Linked DNA regions of Zea mays: regions 1 and 3 are each linked to region 2. A link is a contact called in public Hi-C data. All regions are on one chromosome and are shown on one strand. The core of a region is the stretch at or near the end of the contact, and the rest is flanking DNA. Distances in the headings are between cores, read along the strand shown. Region 1 holds the start of LOC100276638. Region 2 holds the start of LOC100285436 (synaptic vesicle 2-related protein). Region 3 holds the start of LOC103645469 (ankyrin-2).

Region 1 (3,432 bases), core at 364-2,863, 270 kb before region 2:
TGTGAAAAGTAAGGATATAAAACTTATACCAAATGTCGTGTTAGCTATTCAAAGGAGTACATTATTTATCTCCGAAATTGTTTGAGCTAGTTTAACCTACTTATCAATGCATGTAGCTATGCTATGCTAGCTTTGATGGATGTTCATTTCGGAATGATGAGTTGAAATGTGTGCATTTTGTTCTTTTTCGTCCTTCCAAATTGGGTTCTTGCTGTGTTCTCAGTTGCATCTAGGTAGTGAATGATTAATCATGTTTTCCCAGTTAAATCTTCGACTGTGAATAGGTACCAAAGCATTTAGTCTATACTTAGAGTATAATATTAGTGTTAAGGTGATATTTTGCTACACGGATATTTATATATCATAGTGACAGTTGTTGTTACATATCTATGTTTTATATGGATTTTTAACTCTCATAGCAACACGGGCACATATCTAGTTTAATAAAAAAACAGCTGAGGGCGGAGGTGGAGCGTGTTGGGCTGGACCATTGTTAAACCTTGTCAGGCCCCTGACCCTGATGGCCGTAATCATTAATCAACTAATCACGGCTATCAATAGGAATGGGTCGGACAACTCGATCATCAGGTTATTCGCTTTGATTAAAGTCAGCTGTTTAGATTGTTACAACTCTAATCTATAGAAATAAAATATTGTAGCAGATGCAGATTAAAGTCAAGTAAACAAGTATATGACGTACAGGAAAATATATTTTCGCTTTGTATACCTCACCTTTTGAGATTATATTTAGATATTATAGAGTGCTTTTATAAGAAGTCCTATTGGCCATAATCACGGCTACAATCGAATGTAAGTATTTTTTATCGTTCACAATATATATATTTTGCCTAACATATATTTCTGCATTTTATAAGTTCCTGTTGCAAAACATAAGTGTCATCTTCTACGTCGTCAGTTGCCATTGTTTCCCCAATAGGTCTGTCCGGCCCGCGCGCCGTCGGCTGCCGGGTCGTCCGCCTCCGCCCCTTCAACCGCGTCCGCCGCCTTGACCGGCTCCTCGTAGGCCACCTCGCCAGCTCCCGGCGCCGGCAGCCAGCCCGTGGCCGTCCTCCCTTTCCCCTCGGGGTTGAGCAGCGACGCCCACATTGCGAGCTGCTCCTGCCTAGTGATCGTCCCTTCGCCCTCGTACATCGGCCGCTGGCGTCGCTCCCGCTCCCGCACGAGCACCTCCCCCTCGGCGCCTTCGCCTTCCACGGCGCCTGCGCCGCCCAGGCCGCCGGCTCCAACCCACGGCGCCGGCCTGTGTGCCCAGTACGCCGGCGCCGGCAGGTGGTGGTGCACGCCCGCGAACGGCAGCCACTTCCCGGCCTCGGCGGCCGCCGCCGCCGCCGTGCGCCGCTGCTGATTTTGATCTCCAGCCGGCGCCAACGCCAACGTCCCCGTCCGGAATGCGGCCGCCTGCTGCCTTCCCATCGGCCGCGCGGCTGAGGCACCGTGGAGCATGGCGAGGAGGTGGAACGCCGTCGCGACGGCGATTGCGGCGAGAACGCGAGCCATGTTTGATGCAAATTGCGATGGTGGTGCGGGAGCAGTGACCAAACGATGGAGGGTTATAAGGATTTTTATAGTTGATGGTTCGACCAGATGGTTAAAGCAAGCTCGGGATGAAGTGAAATGGTTTTGTGCACCTGTCAAGGAAAGGAACTGGAGGTGTGCTGTACTTGCCTCCCAGCTACTGCCGTCTTACCCATAACGGCGTTGACCGCCTGCCGTGCATGCTGCCGGAGAGGAACGTGGTTAGGTTGGTCGCGTCCATTACGTGATTAGGACTTAAAATAGAAACCAAACATTCCTAATTTAAAAAAAAATTATTTTAACCAAGCTACAAGTGCCCTTACATGAAAGCACCGATTCACTTTAACCGAACTTTCAGAAAAAAATATACAAATATCAAGACACCATTCTAGACTCTATAGTTCAATATTCACTTGAGCATATGGTGAACATGCATGGCATCCTGGTTTTCGATCGTCTACGGACATTTGACCAGCTCTCCGACCCAAAATATAATCTGTTTTAGACTATACAAATATTCATTAATTAATCTACGAATGTAGTTTGTATGTATATCTACGTTCTTTATTATTAGGATGAATGTGAACGAAAAAAAAGTGTCAGAAAGAACTATATTTTGGGACGGAGGGAGTACGCACTATTCACCATGTGACGGCATCATCCCGTGAGAACTCACTTGTCTACACCTATTTATATAATCCATCTATATCAATATAGTAGTCGTTTTAGCTCTTCTTTTTTATATCTAAATTCAAATAAATGATATTGAATACTTTTTTTATATCTAAATTCAAATAGATGATATTGAATATAAACACATCTATAAAACATGTACATTAAATATTAAATGAATGCACTATTTTACTAAAATGAATTTTAATTTGAGACAGAGAGTATCTTATTACATCAGAACGTTGTACTACAAAATGTATAGCCTTCTCCGACAAATATTCAGTGACACAAGAGCTATATTATTATTAAATCATTGGTGTGTTATGATGAGTTTATATATTTGACCATCAAAGTCAAAATACACTTTTGAATTGTAACATTCCCTATCGTCTTCTATATTCACAAATGTCACACTCCCCCCTAATTTCTACCTCAGTACGTGCATAGCACTACGTGATTTCACCTTTTTTCTAATTTTCTCACAATATATTATGTATTCATGTGTCATTTCTTATTATATTTCGTTATGTGAATAGAAGACATAACTAAACCATTATATTCCTCGCAAATATTTAGCAATATGTTCAAAACTTGGATAAATAGAAATGAATTTTATTAGATAAAAACTATTCTATAAATGAGATGTAGCAACACAAAATTCAAAAAGAAAATAATCTATTATTTAGATAAATGTCTTAAATATTTGTTTTGTTTTCGTCATGCCGATTCATACAAGCTTTCATGAGCTTGTAATAAAATGTGCCAAGATGTTTATAAAGAAGTCCTTAAATCGCACATCCAATTTTCTCAGGTATCGATATATTTCTAGTAATTTTTATAGAATTTTTAGGTTAATATTTATAGAATTAGACTAATTTTTGAACTCCATAAAACTAAAACTAAGTTAAATCTTTTTTTTAACTCATCCTAGTCGCTGGGCCAAATTAGTCTCGACCCACCCTCTCACGCTACCTTCGAGTCTGATCGGCTGCAACTGCAAGCCGTTCGCGTCCTCGTCCCTATCTATTTGGCCCATAGCAGAACGTCAGTTATCCAATTTACTTTTCTCTTTTTTTCCATGTAACAGCGAACCTCTTCAAAATCATGTCACCATTAAAATTTTGATTGACTTGATCTCTCCTTTTTAAATTCATATAAAATTTCTAAGCAAAGTTACTTATATTACAAATCTAGATTTATAGTTTCATAGTTTAGAACCACCTG
Region 2 (3,744 bases), core at 577-3,076:
GAGAAAAATAGAGGCATTAGTTTAGAGAAGAAATTAGGTCACCTAAATTAGCCCCCTTCTTAGGTGTCATCATTCCTTTCAGTCTCAATCAAGGCATCCAGACATAGGCGCTTGTTGGTTCTACATATGTCGTCGTTTTAATGTAAGTAATTATTTTATTTAGTTTTTGTTTATATATGTTATTAAATTACTTATTTTATTTAGTTTTTTCTTGATATATGTTATTAAATTACTGATAAGTTGATGTCATCGACCTATTTAGGACCATGAGAGGTGCCTTTTTGTAGAGCATGGATGGTCTTGAAAAGTTGGATGCAAGGTACTTACTTTTCAATGGCTAGTGCAGAGAAAGACGACCACTCGAGTGCTTCAAGCGGTGGGTTTCACGTCCATATAATTTCCCATCAATGATGAACGAAGAGAAGATCAAAGCTACCAATGAACACATTGAGAACCCTCCTCTACGTGATTATGGAGATGTAGTTGTCCTTATCTTTGTTTATCTTGATCCTTGTATTTACCCCTAGAATTAATAATGTCCTCGTCTGCACCATGAATATTGAAAGTGTCATTTTATTGAGTGGATGCATATACCTAAGTCTTATTGGTCAGAGCCAAAGAAAATGAGAAAGAAAAGAAACATATCATAGCCCTCCCAATCCTCTAAAAATGTGGAATTGAAGCACGCTACGCCCTAGTTCCTTTGGAGCTTAGAATAGACAATCGATGCGACCATATGGTTGATTACGATGAGGTTGGTGGGACATTTTTAAATACTTAAAATTGAACATTTGGCATATAATGACCTTTTGTCAATGGAGCACTAGAAAATGAAACTAAAAGGATTCCAAATTTAGACATGAATGTGAGGATACAATTCGATAGAAGCAAGTAATGCAACAAAAATCAAAATATGGATCTCAGTGTGTCAACAAATTTGTTAGAATCCAAAAAGATAAGTTACGTCGCCAAGCATAGAAACAAGATCTATTTAATTTGATATATCTAAGTACAAATGGGTGGTATGTTTGAGAGATGCAAGGGCCATGGAATGCCAGGTAGAAAGCAGAGGAGGAGAGGGCAAATGAGACAAAATTCAATTGCAACTCATGAATGACCTTGTTGCTGGTTTGCACAATGAGTGCTTGGATTGCCTTGGATTATGTAATTATTTTGATACCTTGTTTTTATTTTAATGTAGGTGGCTAATTTATCGTATTTCTCTTTGTAGGAAAAGAACAATATATGCAATGAGCACGCTAGTAAGGTAGCACATGTCAGGTTTGAAAGAAGAAAGACATAGGAGCATAAAGTAAAAATGGCTCTTTGTGTATTATCTCATATTACGGAGGTCCATGAAAGTGGTGAAGATAAAGAGGACACTTCTAGACTTTGCGAACTCATCGATCTTGCAGGAGAAGAAGAGCGAGCAAAGAAGGATGCTTGAATTCTCAAGCCACTGTAAATTGGAGACCAAATACTTCACACAAAAATAAGATAGGACATAGAAAGGTGAGCCTATCCACATGAATAAGATTATCGTAGAGGGTTGGAATGAGGACACTGCGTTACTTTACAATGGTGGTGATGATTAGCTTAACATGTTCTAGTCGATATTTTTGATAGCGTAAAATGCAGCGGTAGTTCTCCAATTTAGCACGCTGTGTCATTTGGATCATCAAATTAAAAAAACGGCAACATAGTTAGTCATGCTAGAAGGATTTCTGCGCTCAAACATATTTTTTCTAAGTAAATTCCTAATATTATTTTTAGAAATAGTTTTAAAAATAAAAATACCACCAAGACCGGAGCGCCCACTACTTCAAACGAAACTGAACATCTCACCAGAAGTGCTACGCTGATCTGCTCTCTAGGCGGCTCGCTCGTTACTCGTTCGTCTTACCGCCTCCCAACAAACAGCGAGCGGCGCGACCTAAGCCGCTCTGCGCCCACCGGCCAGCCGGGGCGGAGAGGGACCGACCGCTCCTCCGTTCGAAGTGCCGGTCCTGAGTCACCGGCGTCGCCCGCATCCGCTGCTCAGCTCGCCCGCCAGCCTGGGTTCGCTTCGTTTCCCTCCACTCCTCCCTTGCCCTCGCCTCTTACTGATTCCTTCGTTTCCTTCGTCTGTCCTCCTCCACCCCGCTCCAGGCCTGCCGTAGCCGAATACCGGTGGCGGTCTCCTCCTGCGAGAGTGCGGCGGGCGCACACACTAGGCTAGGCATACATGTACTGCTCGACTTAAGCGGCAGTGCTCTCACTGTATCTGTATGCACGCTCTGAAATTCGGCCCTGAACTATGGTCTATGGCAAAACCATGGACCTGTAGCTCCGCGTATTTACTCGTGGCGTTTCTTTAGTCTGAGTTGAGAAACCAGTGTCAAGAAGATGTACCCAATCAGCTGCCACTCAAAGTCGACGCTCCTGCGCATCTTCAGCCAATATACCGTACGATCTCTCTAGCCACAAGGAATATACTATGCCGAAATATGGCAGTTCGTCTCCGCTATCGTTACTATGCTGCCCATCTTCTGTAGTTATGCTTCCTTTGTGCTCTCAGCTTCTGTCAATAAAGCATGGCTCCCTTAATTTGCTGGGTGGATTACACTTGCCTTCTGTTTCTGAACATTGACCTCCTTCACTGTGCAGTGGCGATCGGCATCCTCTTTTACTCCAGAAAAATAAAGATCTTCTCGCAAAAGAAAAAAAGGAAAAAAAAGAGAAAATGTCAATGCACTGCAATGGTTGATTCTGAAACTTGGATCAGATAGACACTGATACTCATTCTACTCATCAAATAAGCGTTGTCAGATCACGGTGCTACACACACTGGTTCAGTGGTGAGTCCAGTATGTTCCCTAAAAATGGATTCGTTTTGTATATGGTATTGACAAACACTATAAAAGCAAATACGTGCAATCTCAAAATCTCTGATTGTTGGTTCACCACAAGTTTATGCTTGGAATTTCTTAGAGACACCTTTTGCTTTGCAGAATCTGCAGGTGCTGCTCATATGGAAACATACACTACTGATGACGCTCTTACGCTCATGGGGTTTGGAAAGTTCCAAGCACTTGTCCTTGCATATGCAGGAATGGGCTGGGTTGCAGAAGCCATGGAGGTCATGCTATTGTCATTCCTTGGACCAGTGGTGCGGGAAGAGTGGAATGTCTCTCCCCAAGACGAGAGTCTGCTATCCAGTGTTGTGTTTGCTGGCATGCTAATCGGAGCTTGTGCTTGGGGCTTTATTTCCGACAGATACGGAAGAAAGTAAGGATCTGCTCCAGCAAACTCTTTATGTTTCAATTTACAGGCCTTGGCTTCTTAAGGCAGGCAGGAATAATTTCAAGTCCTTTAGGATTCACAGGAAACTGATTTCATTTCTCACTAGTCTGAAGATATTGGATCTAATCACACCTACGTCCAAATAACCAATACAGTTTTGACAGTGGTCGTGGTACTGGTATTAGTTTTACTATGTGACCTGTGGTTGGAATCAGTTCACTGAGTCAATAAACCAATGAGTCATTTCAGTTAGCGACCTCATGTAGTGAATCAGCACGGTAAAAGGCAAGCAATTTGTTCTTCTCTTTCGTCTAGTTTGCACCTCTCTCTTTTATCTTCCCTCTTGCTACCTGTAAAATAATAAAACCAGAGTGGGATGCCTCATAAACGGCCAGATTTGCATAAACAATTTGATAACCCCCAGCACTGCTAAATAGTGATTTTGCCTTCACAAAGTCAGGA
Region 3 (3,590 bases), core at 140-2,639, 490 kb before region 2:
GACCACCGATGGGGCATTCTGATCGTCGATTAACCAACCTAGTGTGCTTTATTTGGATCTTTTGAGCTGCTGCTGCGCACCGTTTGCTTGCTTTTCTTCTCTGACATGCAATGCAACAAAAATAATTAACAGAAGAGCGTGTGGACTGAAGAAGACGACATGGCGCTGATCAAGGCGCACAAGCGGTGCGGCAACCACTGGTCGACCATCGCCACGTTCCTGCCCGGGCGTTCCGAGAACGCCGTGAAGAACCACTGGAACGCCACCAAGCGGAGCCTCAAGGCCAAGCGCCGGCTGAAGAAGAAGAGCAACGCGCAGCAGGTGCCGGCCGGGCAGTGGTCCGTCCTGGAGGAGTACATCCGCAGCCTGTACCCTGACCTCGCCGACGGCGCCGGCGCCGACCAGACCCCGCCGGCGGCCGAGGACTCCCCCCCGTCGTCCTACAACCTCGGGTCGTACTCGTACGGCGAGGTGATCAGCAGCCCAGCGTCCGCCGCCGCGCCGCCCGGCAGCTTTGACCAGATGACCGCCATGGGGCTGTACCTGGGCGCGTCGTCGTCGTCGCCCGCGCCGGCCGAGCTGCAGGGGGGCATGAGCTCCGACATCGTGGCGCCGTTCCTGCACCTGGACCTCAACGCCTACTACGGCGGCGCGCCGGCGGCGACGATGCGGCTTATGGCTCCGATGGGGGGAATGGCGGCGCCTGTGCCGCAGATGATGGAGCACGATCACTACCAGCACCAGCAGGCTTCCTACGCCACCGCCAACCAGCTGCTCACGTACCCCTTCATCGACAACAGCGTCATGTGGCAGCAGGCGCCGTACGCCGCCCATGGCAGCGCCGCCTACGGCGGTGGCGCCGACGCGGCAGGTGCCGGCCCGAGCAACGTCGTCGCCGTTCCGGCGGACGACGTCGACGTCGTCCAGATGGCCTCCAGGGAGTTCCTGACGCCGTCGGAGGACGAGGTCACCCTGGACCTGGCCAGGTTCCGTTGACACAGCAGCTAGCAGGCTCGTCGATCGTCGTCAAAAAACGCAGAAGGGGCGTTCGTCCAGCAGTTTGTTTACTGCCGTGTTCGTTCCTTATTATTGCGTTGTTGTATCTTTTTACATGTTTGTTGTACTGGCATTTCAATTCCCCGGCGGAGAAACCGTCCGTGTAGTTCCCGTTTCAATAACCTGGACCGTATGTTGTAATGTTTGGATTACCCCTAATGACAATTTCATTTGCTTGTATTTGTATGACTACTCTTTGATTTTCCAAATCTCGATCCGTACTCGTATGGTTGCAGGTATGCGCACTAGCTAGGTAGTTCAATTTTCTTGCAGTCGCCATGACGATCGAGAGCTTGCAAACGCCATGGCCGCCATGAGCGAGAGCTGGCGGCGATGGCGAGTGAGGACGGACGGACGACGCCGCTGCAGGCATTAAAGTCAAATCTAGCCGCCGTCATCTTTTTGCATGCAGGCATGCACAGTGCCATGCAAGGCGCGCGCGGCGCGGCTAGACTAGAGATGGCGTCCGCGGCCGGTGTCGTTTGTCCTGTCTCCTAGCTGCTGTGACGTCGGCGGCCGGTGGGTGGTAGTACGCACGCTATCTGCAAGAGAGAGATGGATCGACATCTAGCTGCAGCGCAGGCAGCTAGCGCGTCGAATCCGCGCTCCATGCTGCCGTGCCGATTATCTTTAGCGGTAGTAAACCTCCATTAAAATAATGGCGTTTAGTACGTAGTGGTGGTGGTGCGGCGGCGGCGGCGGAGCCATTTACGTGCCTGCCAAAAACACACGTCCTTGGCATATTTGCATCCCCGTCCAACATGGTAGTGGCAGTGCAGTACTCTTCGCTTTGTTGCTACTAGTCTTTTTTTTTTACATGTTTCTGCTCACTTTTACGTTCGCCCTGAATTTAGGGGTGCCTCTTTGTGCATCTTGTTAGAAAAAAAGCAGCCTTTTTTATACGAGGAGAGACGATCGAGCAGCGCGGATACTGCTGTGTGTGTTGTGTGGTTTGTCCGCTTGTTTTCGCTTGTCTTGCAAAGCTAGCGTGTCCTCCACACGTCCGCCTTTTCATTTCACGAGTTCGGCCGTAGCTAGGACGCGTCTCGGCTTCTCCAAAGGGCCGAGGCTCGCAGTGGAACATGCATGCTCAGCGTGGCCCTTAGCGCGTCACGGTTTATATGCCGCGCGCCGCCGATGGATCGTCATGCCAAACTAGCATTTTATTAGTGTCTTCTTGTTAACTATAACCATTTTTTCTCTCTCTGTCAGCGCGCGGCGATAACGAGTAAGCCGTGAGATCGATCGGATAGGCATCGCAAGTCACTAGCGCGCCGAACAGTCGGTGATGACAGCTAATATATGTCTATTAGGAGAGAAACTTGCCTTTTTCGCCTCTCTCACGCCGCATGGCCTTTTTCTCCTAGGGTCACGTTTTTCGAACTTCCATGTTTGCTGAGGCTTACAGGTTACACCGTGATTCTTCTTTTGTAAGTAATGAGTGTGCTTCGATTCCTCGTCTATGCATGAGGCTGAAGACGCATATTCTTTTTCATTATCGAAAAAACAGGGATAGTTCCATATGGATTAATCAGGAGTACTCCAATATGTGTTTCCATCTGCATTATCAAAGATCATGATGTTCGTTGCTCCTATGGAACAAAAAAAACCAGCAAAGTTGTTCAATTTCAAGTCCAAATTAAAGTTTTGGACGGATACACAAAATATCTAGTACATACGAGTTTTTCACATGTCATGCAGCAGGGAGTTTCCATTTCTGAAATAGGAACTTGAATAACTTGTTAATAGGAGGTATGAAAACCATATAAAAAAAGAGATATGCATAATAGTACGAAAACCTTGTGGCGACCGAAGGCCTGAGGTCACGGTGGAGGGGGGCTCAAACTTCGGTCCTCATCGTGATCAAGCCGCTGATTATACCGATGGACCACGTCGTCCACGACGTCCGTTTGTGCCAACGCAGCACGTACCTCGGCGCCATAGCCTATGGCGCCGAGCTGTGTTAACTCGGCGCCATAGGCTACGGCGCCGAGTAAAGGGTCCACAAATGACATTAAAATTTTTTAGGGTCCAAACGTGATTTTTTTCCGATGAAGGACTAAAATGCAAAAAATTCGGATATATATGCTAGTCGACCTCTAGCTCCCGGTGTCGCGACATGAAACTCTTGGCCTGCTGTTGCGCAGCAAGGTCGAGAAGACCTTGGATCTCGCGGTGGGTCCTCCATTCGCTCGGAGTCTCGGCCTCGGGGAGCTTGTCAAGGAGCGCCACAGTGGCCGCAACATTCTCGCTTTCCTAGAGGAATCGCGATGGTCTGCTCCCATCACGGATTATGCGGCGTCGGACGCTTGCTGTTGTAGCATGCGCTCGCCCAACATCTCGTCGCGACCGTCCCGACCACTACCATGGTGTCCCTTGTCTATCAGTTGGGAAGCACTCGCTGCTCTGGGAAGGACTTGGCCCTAGCAGGAACTTTTGGTAGGGTAGGTCGAGCCGAGGCGGAGCGGACGCCGCCGCACGAGTTCCCTCGGGGCTTCCTGTGAGTGGGGAGTGGGCTTTCGAGGTGCTGGCTA

Evidence for each region. Hi-C and Micro-C count contacts between places; a contact is called where the count stands out from the background.
Region 1: a Hi-C map of bundle sheath shows a contact between it and region 2, with 3 times the contacts expected there. The contact joins the promoter of LOC100276638 here to the promoter of LOC100285436 in region 2. A contact is called at or near these places in 4 of 25 Hi-C or Micro-C datasets (bundle sheath, ear, leaf and 1 more).
Region 3: a contact with region 2 is called in a Hi-C map of endosperm, with 2.4 times the contacts expected there. The contact joins the promoter of LOC103645469 here to the promoter of LOC100285436 in region 2. A contact is called at or near these places in 3 of 25 Hi-C or Micro-C datasets (bundle sheath, ear and endosperm).

Annotation. Positions count from the first base shown.
Region 1 is chr1:258,728,316-258,731,747 of Zm-B73-REFERENCE-NAM-5.0, forward strand. LOC100276638 reads right to left here and starts at 1,614. Exons shown (of 1, transcript NM_001150376.2): 1 at 738-1,614. The coding sequence starts at 1,518. The coding sequence ends at 913.
Region 2 is chr1:258,998,091-259,001,834 of Zm-B73-REFERENCE-NAM-5.0, forward strand. It overlaps LOC100285436 (synaptic vesicle 2-related protein), which reads left to right and starts at 1,827. Exons shown (of 7, transcript NM_001158329.2): 1 at 1,827-2,058; 2 at 2,647-2,837; 3 at 2,991-3,267. The coding sequence starts at 3,011. LOC109943771 (a long non-coding RNA gene) reads left to right here. Exons shown (of 2, transcript XR_002266851.2): 1 at 1-142; 2 at 263-480.
Region 3 is chr1:258,510,398-258,513,987 of Zm-B73-REFERENCE-NAM-5.0, forward strand. It overlaps LOC103645469 (ankyrin-2), which reads left to right and starts at 1,390. Exons shown (of 8, transcript XM_020543799.1): 1 at 1,390-1,536. The coding sequence starts at 1,390. LOC100193638 (MYB-type transcription factor) reads left to right here. Exons shown (of 3, transcript NM_001138737.1): 3 at 133-1,235. The coding sequence ends at 996.